Linked DNA regions of Gossypium hirsutum: all the other regions are linked to region 1. Evidence: chromatin contacts called from public Hi-C data. All regions are on one chromosome and are shown on one strand. Each heading gives the region's core, a stretch centred on a gene start, on an enhancer-like site or on the middle of the called end of the contact. The rest is flanking DNA. Distances are from core to core; before and after follow the strand shown.

The links. Hi-C and Micro-C count contacts between places; a contact is called where the count stands out from the background.
Region 2: a Hi-C map of leaf shows a contact between it and region 1, with 1.8 times the contacts expected there. The contact joins the promoter of LOC107893868 here to the promoter of LOC107894203 in region 1. A contact is called at or near these places in 2 of 34 Hi-C or Micro-C datasets (both in leaf).
Region 3: a contact with region 1 is called in a Hi-C map of leaf, with 2.7 times the contacts expected there. The contact joins the promoter of LOC107893867 here to the promoter of LOC107894203 in region 1. A contact is called at or near these places in 5 of 34 Hi-C or Micro-C datasets (callus, cotyledon and leaf).

What each region holds. Positions count from the first base shown.
Region 1 is chrA13:32,693,214-32,697,204 of Gossypium_hirsutum_v2.1, reverse strand. LOC107894203 reads left to right here and starts at 1,737. Exons shown (of 5, transcript XM_041086012.1): 1 at 1,737-2,234; 2 at 3,076-3,311; 3 at 3,447-3,991. The coding sequence starts at 2,222.
Region 2 is chrA13:32,926,042-32,930,032 of Gossypium_hirsutum_v2.1, reverse strand. It overlaps LOC107893868 (probable WRKY transcription factor 4), which reads right to left and starts at 2,006. Exons shown (of 6, transcript XM_016819009.2): 1 at 1,290-2,006; 2 at 345-1,009; 3 at 94-252; 4 at 1-6. The coding sequence starts at 1,748.
Region 3 is chrA13:32,906,620-32,910,610 of Gossypium_hirsutum_v2.1, reverse strand. LOC107893867 (isopentenyl phosphate kinase) reads left to right here and starts at 2,019. Exons shown (of 12, transcript XM_016819008.2): 1 at 2,019-2,309; 2 at 2,399-2,635; 3 at 2,749-2,846; 4 at 3,098-3,140; 5 at 3,631-3,692; 6 at 3,805-3,861. The coding sequence starts at 2,261.

The DNA.
Region 1 (3,991 bases), core at 488-2,987:
TTAGAAGCAATCTCGTGCTACATCCCATTCATAAACTCAAAAAGAAAGCCACGTGTTAGGATTACGAACAATGATTTATTTGACTCTCCAACTTTTAAAAAATATTTTATACCTGTTTTAGCTTTTAATTTTATATTTTCTCAAATCACCCTAAAATGGATAAAAAAATTAACATTTTTTTTACTTTGTTGATGTGACATACACGTAAATTGCTACATGGATGACATGTCAACATTTAATTAAATTTTTAAAATTTTAAAATATAAAAAAATATATTTAGAAATTAAAAATCATTGAAATTATTTTAAAAGTATAAGAATTTTTTATAATTAATTAAATGCTGACATACCATCGATGTGATAATTTATATATATTACGTTAGTAAAGTTAACAAATATAATTTTTTTTATCTATTTTAAAGCAATTTGATAAAAAAATATAAATTTAATGATTAAAATATATTTTTCTGGTTGGTAAAGTTGGAAGAAGTATGTTTATGTTCTTCCCTATTGTCATTAAAAAAAACGAAAGTAGCCACAAATTAGCCTTTTTGGTATTGTTTTAAAAGAACAAAGGATCCCACCAATCAAAATCAACCACACAATTATGTCACTGCATGCAATGGAATAAATAATTAAAGGGAAGTAAAATGGTAAATGTGTCAGATTCTGAAGGGCATTTATGACTGCAAATGTTTTCTTCCTAAAAACCTACCTCATCCTTAATCAGACAGTTGGGATTTTCAGACAGTATCAGTGGGGCCCACTTGTTGTCTGCTGGTTTTAGCCATTTAAAATTCTGCTTAATTTCCCAAATCTTCATTGTAATTAACGCTACTTATTTTACTATTTTTTTTCTTTTTGGTTCAACGCTATTTATTTTACTATTTTCTTTTATGCTTCAACGCTACTTGATTTACTGTTTTGCCCTTTTCAGTTGGAGACTTTTTACTTGTTTTGTTTTTTTGGTAGATACGCTACTTTAGAGATTTGAGGGATTTATAAGTAATTTAAATTATATAAAATATAAATAATATTAGATTTATTCAATATTTGGATTTGTACTTATTTTATTTAAAGATATATAAAAGTATGAAAATAGATGGTGTCATTCATACGCAAATTTAAGGTTGAAAGAGGTCTAACTCTCTAAAATAAAAAAATTGTTATTTAATTTATTTAAAAAATTTTAAATTAGTAAAGATAAAATTACACTTTAATCTTCTTAAAATTATAAAAAATTAATCTAATTATTTAAAAATTATAAAAATATAAATTATTAAAAATTAAAATTTTATTTTGACTTTTTTTTAGTGTCATTATAATAATATTTAAAAGAAAGAATTTTTTTGTAACATCATAACTGAGTTGACAGCTTGATTAAAAGTATCATCAATTTAATAAAATGCTTATAGATAAATAAATAATAGCTATTTTTTTATAAATTATTATATTTCAAAATAATATTATTATGAAATAAAAAATATGATGCACATGAAAAATAAAGGTTGGGGGAATATTTTTTATTCTTATTTTGAAGTCCGACTAGACTTTGGATTATATGCAGTCTAACATGATTTTCAAATATCAAGAATGTTGTCCAATTAATTACGATGGAAGCCAGAGATTTTTTATAAAAGATTAGGATTGAATTATAAAATTTTAAAAGATTAAAATGGTTAAAATAGGGTAAATCTTTATTTAAAAATTATTGAGAAATAAAGGGAGAAGCAAAGAATAAAAGGAGACCGGATGTTGACAAATTTCATGTCACTGTTCTTAGAAGTTCGTTTGTTTGTGTGAAGATTTCTTATCCCCAATCTCTCTCTAGCACCACCCCAAAGCATTCAACTTTTCAATTATTTTCTTTTTGCCTTTTCTCTCTCTAGAATCCAAAAATAAAAATTATAACTTCAACAACATTCTTCTTTTTCTTTAAGAGAGAGAGAGAGAGTGGCCCAGTAGATTGAAATCTTCATCTCTTCTCTTTTCTTTTTTCTTTCAATATGATGATGATCTAACCTCCTTTGATGATTTTACAGAACACCCACTTTTTTTTTTCAGCTGAAGTTTATTACTGTAAATTTTTTTTTTTGGGTTGTTGGAAAAGCTTTAATCTTTTGTTGATACTCTGGGAAGTTTGGGAGCTTTGGAATTATGTATGACGGGAAAATATAGCAGCTAAATCCATGGGAGAATCTTGAAGGTGATGTGATTAGAGGATGTGGGTCCGAGGTAAATTTTTTCTTCCTTTTTCATTTTCTGGTAATTTGAGTCATAGATTTCTTTTATTTATTATCTTATGATTTGGTTAATTTTTTTCCCTTTTTTTTTAATTTCTCTAGTGTGATAAATTTCGGGATTATTGTAGTTTTGTAATTGAGTGAATTAAAAAAAAATTGATTGTAAGCTTTTTATTTCTTCATCTATTTATGATTTTTTAAAAAATATATATATATATATTTAGCTTGTTCTATGTGTTCTGTTTGTGGTTTCTGGATTGGGGTTGATTGTAATTTTGATTAGATTAGATGGATGACCTTAAATTTTGTAGTCATATGTTGAGCTATTAATATTTGATAATATGCCTGCGATCTAATCTATTAACTTTGCTTACTAATTTAGCATCTTAATTTCCCCTTTCTTCATAAATTCCATAGCATTTTGCTTTATTGATCATACAGTTCCTAACTTTTCTCCTTTAGCAGCACCATTTTTTTTCTGAAAGATTTTGTCTTTATCTGGGAATCTTAAAACATGGATGAAGTGAGTGTGGTAATTCATTTATGATTTTCTAGCTTACATTTTAATTTAAATCTTTTGCGTTTGCTTTTGATGGCATTAATTATGAATTTAGGATTATGTCACTTTTGTCATAGTATTGAAAGTAATTAGTTTTTGGAGTACCAAAGGAAGCTGTTTGATGAATCCTTGTTTTAATGGCTGTATTTACAATGGGACTACTATTGCAGCATGCATCATTTGAAAGTGGGGATAAGCTCAATGAGGGTGTTTTATTTCTTAATAGTATGATTCATCGTATGTCAAATTAATTAGACTTGTTTATTGATTTCAGGAATGGGAACAAAAGTTCAGTCGAAAAGCTATTTGCCAGGATTTTACTCAATGAGGGATTTCAACGAGGACTCTAATGGTTGTAGCTGGCCACTTTATTGCGGGGATAAAACCTTGACAAGCGGTCAGTACTACAATAGCTTTTTCCCGAGGGCCATTGCAGATGTGTATCCTGAGTATGATAAGGACCGATTGAAGAGAACAATGCTTGAGCACGAGGCTATATTTCATAATCAGGTAATAAGGTCTCAGCTGATTGCATGCCCATATTTATTGGTATTGTTTATATGGCCCTGTTTTAATGAAGTCTAGCTTCGCTAGTTTCACTTCGTTTTGTCAATATTTATGTCTGAGTCCACTGTCTTTATCCAGGTTTCCGAGCTTCATCGCCTGTACAGAATACAAAGGGACTTGATGGATGAAGTGAAAAAGAAAGAATTACAAAAAGATCAGGTTCCTACTGGACCATCATTATCATCAAGCTTGTTAGCGTCACAAATTACAACTGAAGTTGCTCACAAATGTCATATCCCCAACTTCCCCAAGGCAAATTCTGTTTGTGGTAGACCATCTATTTCTGGAGTTGAAGATGCTCATTCTTGCCTTAGTTCCGTGAAGGGAAGCAGCATCCAAGCTGGTCCCTTTTTGTCCAAAAATGGAGTTAATTTAAAGGATGTTGAGGTACTAGAGTGCAGGCCTACAAAAGTGAGAAGGAAAATGTTTGATCTTCAACTTCCGGCAGATACATACATTGATATTGAAGAAGCAGAAGAGTTTCGGAACGACACAGCATCCGAATTTTCAACTTATCTTCCAAATGGAAATGGGAAAATTGAGCCAGAGAGTGATGGGAAGCCATTTCCTAACGGTGTTGGAAAGACTAGTTGCCACGGAGATGGTTCAAAATCTGATGCATG
Region 2 (3,991 bases), core at 757-3,256, 230 kb before region 1:
TAGCTTCTGCAGAACCCAAAAGTGCATCAGCAATGCTCAAGATATTTTATATATAGACATTAATAGCAAAAGCATTCAACATAGAGGTATTACCTTGGATAAGGATTGCCTTTGACAACTTTCTGTCCGTACTTGCGCCACCTATAGCCATCATCCAAGAGATCAACTTCGCTTGTTGTCTGCACAATAATTCTAGGTTCCGTAACAGTCCGATGTGAAGAAGCTGGCTCTGAGACCCTGATTTCTGTACTTCTGCATATAAAGAAAGAAACTTCGTTGAATATAGAGCATCCCATTGCTAGTTCAACAGAGCACATAATACGAATATATAACTTTTTACACACCGTCTTTTGGGATCAGGTTCGTCTTCATCTTTTTCATCTACACCAACTTCGTTCTCACCTGCTTCCTCACTGTCACTCATGCCAGAAATATGTTCAGCAGTAGCTTGGCTAGATTCTTGGTCCTTCTTGGACATCAATATGTTCGAGCTGCCACTCTGAAGTTGGGAAGCTGATTCGGAATTCCCCTGATTACCCGGATTTCCATTTAAGCTTCCAGTATCTTTGGCACGCTTATTTGGCGGCGGAGGTTGATGGTTATGCTGCCCCTTGTAGATGATTTCGGTCACTTGGCCATCTATTGATCTCTCAACCTTCTTCTTCACCGGACAACCTGGACTAGTGCACTTATAATAACTTCTCGGAAACTCACTCCCTTTTACCTGTTTCTGCCCGTATTTTCGCCAGTTATACCCATCATCAGCAGGCTTATCGACAATCAATGAAGCAGGTTGGGATCTATGATCCGATTGGCATGCATCCGATGGCTCATTCACAGTAACAGTCGAGCTGTGCAAAGATATCGGCATCTGCTGGTTCGTAGTCATATCAGCAGTAAAAGCTGAAACCGGTGCCAAAGACGCAGCAGCTGTTGAGGAACATTGCGCTTGGGCAGCCTGCGCGGTGACCTGCGCTAGTGCCTGCTGGTGCGTCATGCCGAAAGGTCCCTGTAGGTTGAGGAAATTGGTTCATTATAGAAGAATGCCGCCATGGTTTCTAGGCTTCGAGTTCAATACGCAAGCAAAATAGATTCCAAATCCGACATTGCATAAAAAAAAAACAATAAATCCTAAAACCTTTAACTCCCCACTTAATTGGAATTAACACAATTGTTCATTGTCCCAAACAATGGTAAAGCAATCAATTTCAACAATAAATCGTAAATTAATGATTTTTTTTAAAAAAAAAGTTGTTCATTTCTTAACAAATTAAGCTTAGAAAATTTACCTGGGCAATAGGTGAAAACACGCTAAACCCAGGAGACTCCAACAAGCTCGCCGGGCTCAACCCAGTCGCCAGCGTAAACATTGGCGGCGGTTGCGCTATCACCAAACCGGCCGGTTTATTCTGCCTAAACCGTAACCCTGTGTCGTCACCTCCACCGCCAGAACCGGTTACACCACCCTGCCCTTCTGTGGTAGTAAGAGGAGAAAAATTGGGTATCTTCCCAGCAGCGGGCGAGGCCATGGCACCGGCCAGTAATTGAGAAAAGGACTTTAACTCGTCGGAGTCGGGAAATAAATTGGAAACAAGCGTCATGGGACCTGGACTAAAACCCATCATGCCAAGCCCACCGTTGAACAAGGCGTCAGTACAAAGCCGTGGTGGGGGAGTAATCGTCGGCCGTGAAACCGCCACCGTTTTCGATGGCTGAGATGATGGCTTCTGCTCTTGGCTTTCACCCATTATAACTCCAAGCAAAAACCAAAATGAAGAAAAAGAAGAAAGAAATTAGCTTATTAGTTTTTGGGAGTATGGATCTGAAACAAGAAACAAGAAAAAAGTGAGTGAAACAAAAAAGTCGACGCCGCAAATACGAAAAAGCTCTTCTTCTTTTTTATTTTCAGTTCTCTTGTCTTTCTTTCTTCCGGGACTTGAACCGTGTCTTTTCTTCTTTTCTTTTCTTTTTTTTTTTTCTGTGTTTTCGTAAGATGTCTAATAGCGCCAACAGATATTGCCGATTTGTCCAAACAAATTTACTTTTATGTCCCCGACGACTTTTGTAACCACGGTTACGCCACTGAGATGACGGTGTAATAGTGAGAGGTCTCACACTTGGGCGGATCTTGATGTAATTTCAAATTTTTATATCATTTCCAGTTTTAAAATTTTAGATTATCATTGATTTAAATTTGAATCATTTTGGGCAACACACATTATGCTCAATTTACTCCATTTTTATTTTAATTCCAGATGTTAATCAAATAAAAATTATTTTCTAATTTCTTTTTAAATATTTTTGCATACTAAACTAGTTTGGTGGCGGATGGTGGATCTCACATTTTTGCTTAGCTAAAGAAGGAAAACGTAAAAGTTAGTTGGTCAGTGGGTTAGTCTTTTAGAGTCCTGCAATTACGACTCAAATATATTCTATATTATCTATCAACTTGGTCTTACCTTATATAATTAAAATAATTTTATATTATTTAAGGATAATTTAATTCTTTTATTTAAAAATTTTAATAAAAATATATATTAGAATTTGAACTCAAGCAAAGTAAATTAGAAAAATTATTAATTTACCATTCAACTCAAATTTTATTTTAATATTTTTTTTTTACATTTTAATTTTTATTATGTACATTTTATTAGTTCTATCAATTATATATATTATTTATTAAGTGTTTTACTAAGTTAATATTACCCTCAACCAAATCACCAACTTGATTAGGAAAATTATAGAAACCACTTCTATAATTAAAATAAGTTATACTATTTAAAAATATTTTAATTTGTTCATTTTTAAAAAAATAAATCAATAAAAATATACAAAGATTTGAACCCAAACCAATTAGGTTACAAGAACATTTAATTTCTCACTAAACTAAAATTTTATTTTAGTATTTTTATACATTTTATTTTTTATTATACACGTTTTATTACCTCCATCAATTGTATATATTAATGTATTTGATTAATAAAAATATTATTAAAAATAATTTTAATCTATTTTTTTATTTTAGCATTGTATATATTTTATATGTTATTATTAATTAATTTGAATTATTATTCTTTACAATCCAGGTGTTTTGATTGCAATTTGGAAGGTGGCAAAACATTATTATTATTAATTATATATATGAGAAACAGTTGAATTGATTGATATCCCGAATGGCATCACCAACCTCAATTTTAAAGGAAGAAGAAAGAGATTGTGCAGTTCAGGTTTGGCCACATATCCAACACGTTACATCCTTGGAGAAATGAGAGGACAAACTTTAATTTTCATCTACAATTTGGGCTCTACCAATACCACTTGAATTTCATTTTAGATTTGTAAATGAATTGAGAGCTTTAATCTTATTATATAATTTTTTTTATTCTATAAAACGGATTGTGGCAGGACTAATAGCGAAAATATAGAGCGGCAGGACAAGATGACCAAAATATTATCATGTACTCCTCCGTTGTTATTCTTATTGGTTGTGGGTTTAGATAAGCTTTATTTATGATTAGTGTAAAAACAACAGTGATAATAAGATTAAATATTATAGTGACGCTGTAGTGTGATACAAAAAATTAAGTTAAACGCATCACACTGTCCATCTAAATCTCTAAATCTGATTTGTTGGGGTTAAATTTTGATAAATTTTTTATTACATTTGCATTAAATTTAAAAAAAAAAGAATAAATCCGACCCGTTAACTCAAATTATACTTTTTTGGGAAGCCATCATTTTGTCCGTAATGTAGATTGCAAAGCCATTGGGTAGGAGGAGGATTGTTAAGAAATGAGATGTGAAAAGGGCTGCAGTGTTTTGGGAATTGGGTACAAACTCACTCACTCACTCATTTCTTATTATTACTTCAATTATGAGTTTTAATTTTTAAATTTAGTCATCCACTTCAACTCATAACCATGACAACATTCTAACTTTATCCTTACCAAATTTCTTGGCTCCTGGGAATTTTTTATTTATATATTTACAT
Region 3 (3,991 bases), core at 770-3,269, 210 kb before region 1:
TTAAAAGGCACTCAAATGACGGGTTGATTTTAGAATAACAATAAAAAAAAAACCTATGCTATCGACTCAAATAAATAAATATATAAATATGATATATCACAATAATATATACAAAAGCATGCATGTACATATAATAAAACAACCTTTCTTCTATACCAAAAATAACTTTTTATTTCTAAACAGGTCTTTCTTCTATACACAATAATATCACAATAATATCACTTAAACTTTTTTTTATTCCTAAACATGCCTTCCTTCTATACTAAAAACAACTTTCTTTATCCTAATAATAAGAAAAAAATTAAAAATATAAAATGAGTCACCCTAAAAATTAATTACCAAAATTAGCTATTTGCTATAGTATTTTTCGGTGTCACCTGACAAACATATAATACAAAAACAAAGCAAATGTAGATATATAAAACAAAATTTCTAAATTATTATTACAAAAAATATATAAAAACACATACCTATTTACTGATGATTCCTTCCAACCCAAACTCTTCTCCCAAAAATATATTATTACTATAAAAATAAAATTAATATTTTATTATACATACCAAAAATATTAAATTGTTTTATTAAAAAAACATTATCATTATAAAAATAAAAATAATATATTATTATACATACCAAAAACTCAACATATATTTCTAATGCATTCAAATAACATTAAATAATAAAATTTCAACAAAAAAATATTAAAAATGTAAAAATTTAATGCTGAAAATCTCAAATAAATAATAATTACATAAAAAGTCTTAAAAATAAGAAAATGATTTTTAATATTAATTAAGTAAAAAAAACAAATAATAATTATAAAAAATTAGAAAACGATCACATATGTTTTGCCATATCATTTCAGTATTTAATATTTTTTATAACTAATTAAGTAAACAACAAATAAATGAATAATAATTAAAAAGAAAAAAAGCCACAACACATCTAGCTATTACCTTTCTTTCCAACACAAAATCTCCAAAATCCTCAACTGCCAATCTCTTTTTTCTTTTTTCAACACAAACAAGAAGGGGACCATGTGGGCTTATATATATATATAGGGCTAAGGGAAAAAATGGAGAAATGGGGGGCCAATTTTGGGGTTGAGAAGTAGAAAAATAGAGCACCTCGTGACTCTGGTCACGTTTGTCATAGGTAGTCAGATCGGTGTCGCCTGACTGTTAGATCAAACAATTACGGGGTGCTCCATCTTTCTACTTCTCAGCCTCGATTCTCTCCTCTGTTTCTGATGACCAGTCATAAATTTAATTTTTGTTTCAATAGTGGTGCCACTTGACAAAAGCCCTCCACCTCTTAAAATTATTTTTTCAACTAGTATACGACTTGTATTGTAGTCGGTTCTACTTCATACCGGTGCCGTCGTATAGGGTGACATCACCAATAAAAAAATAAATTTTTTTTATTCTACTATGGTCTAATGATGGCCAATTGATGATGGGAAAAAAAATAATGGTGCCGCCACCTTATAAAGCACCACCCATGATCACTATTGCAAATAGACCATTTTAATAAATAAACTCATGAGCATATCATTTAAGGGATTAAATAATTTTTTTTGTATTATTCAAATAAAAAAAATTTATGAATAATTTAGAATAAAATACTCAATCTCATATTTTAAACTTGTCAATAGATGTTAAGTGATTTTGGAATAAAATATAACATTAAGCTAAATTAAAATAGAAAGAATAAATGTTAAGTATGATATAAAGATTAAAAGAGTAGGGAGTCATTACTATTTGTCAAGTTTTATATATTTTTATTTTTTTAATTAATATTTTAATCATCAAATCATCATATATTATATTAAAGGTACTTTATAATTTTAAAAGAAATTATTTTATGTAAAAGATTCAATCATTCGGTAAATATATTAATATATATAATATTTTAGATTAATGAAATGAAGTAGGTATGAAAAGTAGAATTATATTAATAAAATTAATATTAAAATTATTAAAATATTAATTATATATATATATAAAAAAAACCTTAGTGGATTGCTCCTCTCTATTTGAGTTTAATTTTCTTTTATGATGACTGGATTGAAGCCGGTTGAATCGTTATCCCACCTGATTTGGTTCAGCGAATCAAAGTCTGCAGCTTGAGAGAATCATTTAACTCTTAGAGTGTCTTGTTTGACCCTACACTGAACAGCATCGTAGATTCGGTCATAACATTAACACCAGTGTAAGAAAAATAGCAACATCAACTCAGAGCGTCGTCAAACAATCCCAAAATGGAAGAAACCAACCTTAACCAAACAATCCGTTGCATCGTCAAACTTGGTCTTTCTCTTTCTCTCAAAGTTCCAAACTTCAACATGTCTTTTTCCACCTCTTCAATTTTCTCTTTTTCTTTTTTGGGTTTAAAACAGGAGGAGCAGCAATTACTTGTAAAAATGAGCTAGAGAAGATCAATGAAGAGAATCTGGAAACAGTTTCGTCCCATTTGAGACAAGCAATGAATCTGGGTTCTTGCTCAACGCAAGTTGTGGGGATGGATTGGAGTAAAAGAGATGCGGTTTCGGATATTTCTTCTAGTTTATGTGATTTTGGTGATCAGTGTCAGTTCAACGTTGATTTCAGCAGATTTGTTGTCGTTCATGGTGCAGGTGAGCTTTGATTATGTTTTTAATTTCTGGGTTTTCTTTTGTGATAATTGGTCCCCTTTCGATATTTGATGTAGAAAGAAATGGAATTACTGATTTACGTTTTCCATTTGTAGGTTCATTTGGGCATTTTCAGGCGAGCAAATCTGGGGTTCATAAAGGGGGATTGAATCAACCTCTTGTCAAGGCTGGTTTCGTTGCAACTCGAATTTCTGTAAGATATGGCGATTGAAGTTTTTAAGTATATAGAAAAACATTCCATTTGAATTTTGCTTTGGTTTATCAATCATGGTTTATGCAATCCATTGATTTGCTTATGAAAAAAAATCGACTACTAAGCAAAACTGCAATTGAAGCTTCACTTAGTTCATTTGTAGCACTTGCAGTGATCTTACAGATTATTGAGGAAAATAAACCCCTTTTCGCATTTGGTACTTAATGTTTTTCGGTGTGGTTTCTTTCCAGGTCACGACTCTTAATCTTGAAATTGTTCGAGCACTAGCCAGAGGTATCGATCTCTAATTTGTTAAGACTAACAGATGTAGCTGACAATATTCATTCAATGTGCTAGATCTATTTGTGTTCCGTGTTGCTGCTTCAATTGTGAGATTAGCCTTGATTATTTCTAATTTTCAAAATAGAACTTATTTCAATGCGTTTGAGTTTACACATATAGAATGTTAGATTTTGTCTTAAGAATACCAGAATTTCAGGAAACACAGACTGTTAATTCGTTTAAGTTATCATTTGTCATTGTGCAACTTTTGTTGAATACTCTATGCGTACGGGGATCATCATTGTAGAGAATACGACAAATGTATTTAGACTAAACTATTCATCAAACTTCTATGTTAGTTTTTGTATCACACTTATTTTGTGAGCTGAAATTTCTGCCTTTGAATGCTTGCAATTTTCTGCTTTTCCGGCCTCATTTTCTGCACTCTGTTCCTCGAAACGACCAAGATGTCAGTAAACCAAGTTTTTTGCTGTTCTTGCAGAGGGTATTCCTTCTATCGGAATGTCTCCGTATTCATGTGGATGGTCAACCTCCGAAAGAAATGTTAGAAGCATCTAAAGAGTTGTTTGTTAGATTACAAATCAACATCAATTAAGGAGCCAATTTCCTCTTCCTTTTATGTTTTCTATAACCTTTAACCCATATGTTTCTTCAGGTAGCTTCTGCTGATTTGTCAGGAGTAGCCAAAGCGATTGACTCAGGCTTTATCCCTGTAAGTTTGTTCGAATTCCATAATTTGTTGATAGAGCAGGTTCAATACCTGACAATGCAGCATCTATCGAATTATGACCTTGTTGTACTTTTCCTATAAATTGTCTAATATCGTTTTATTTTATTACGTT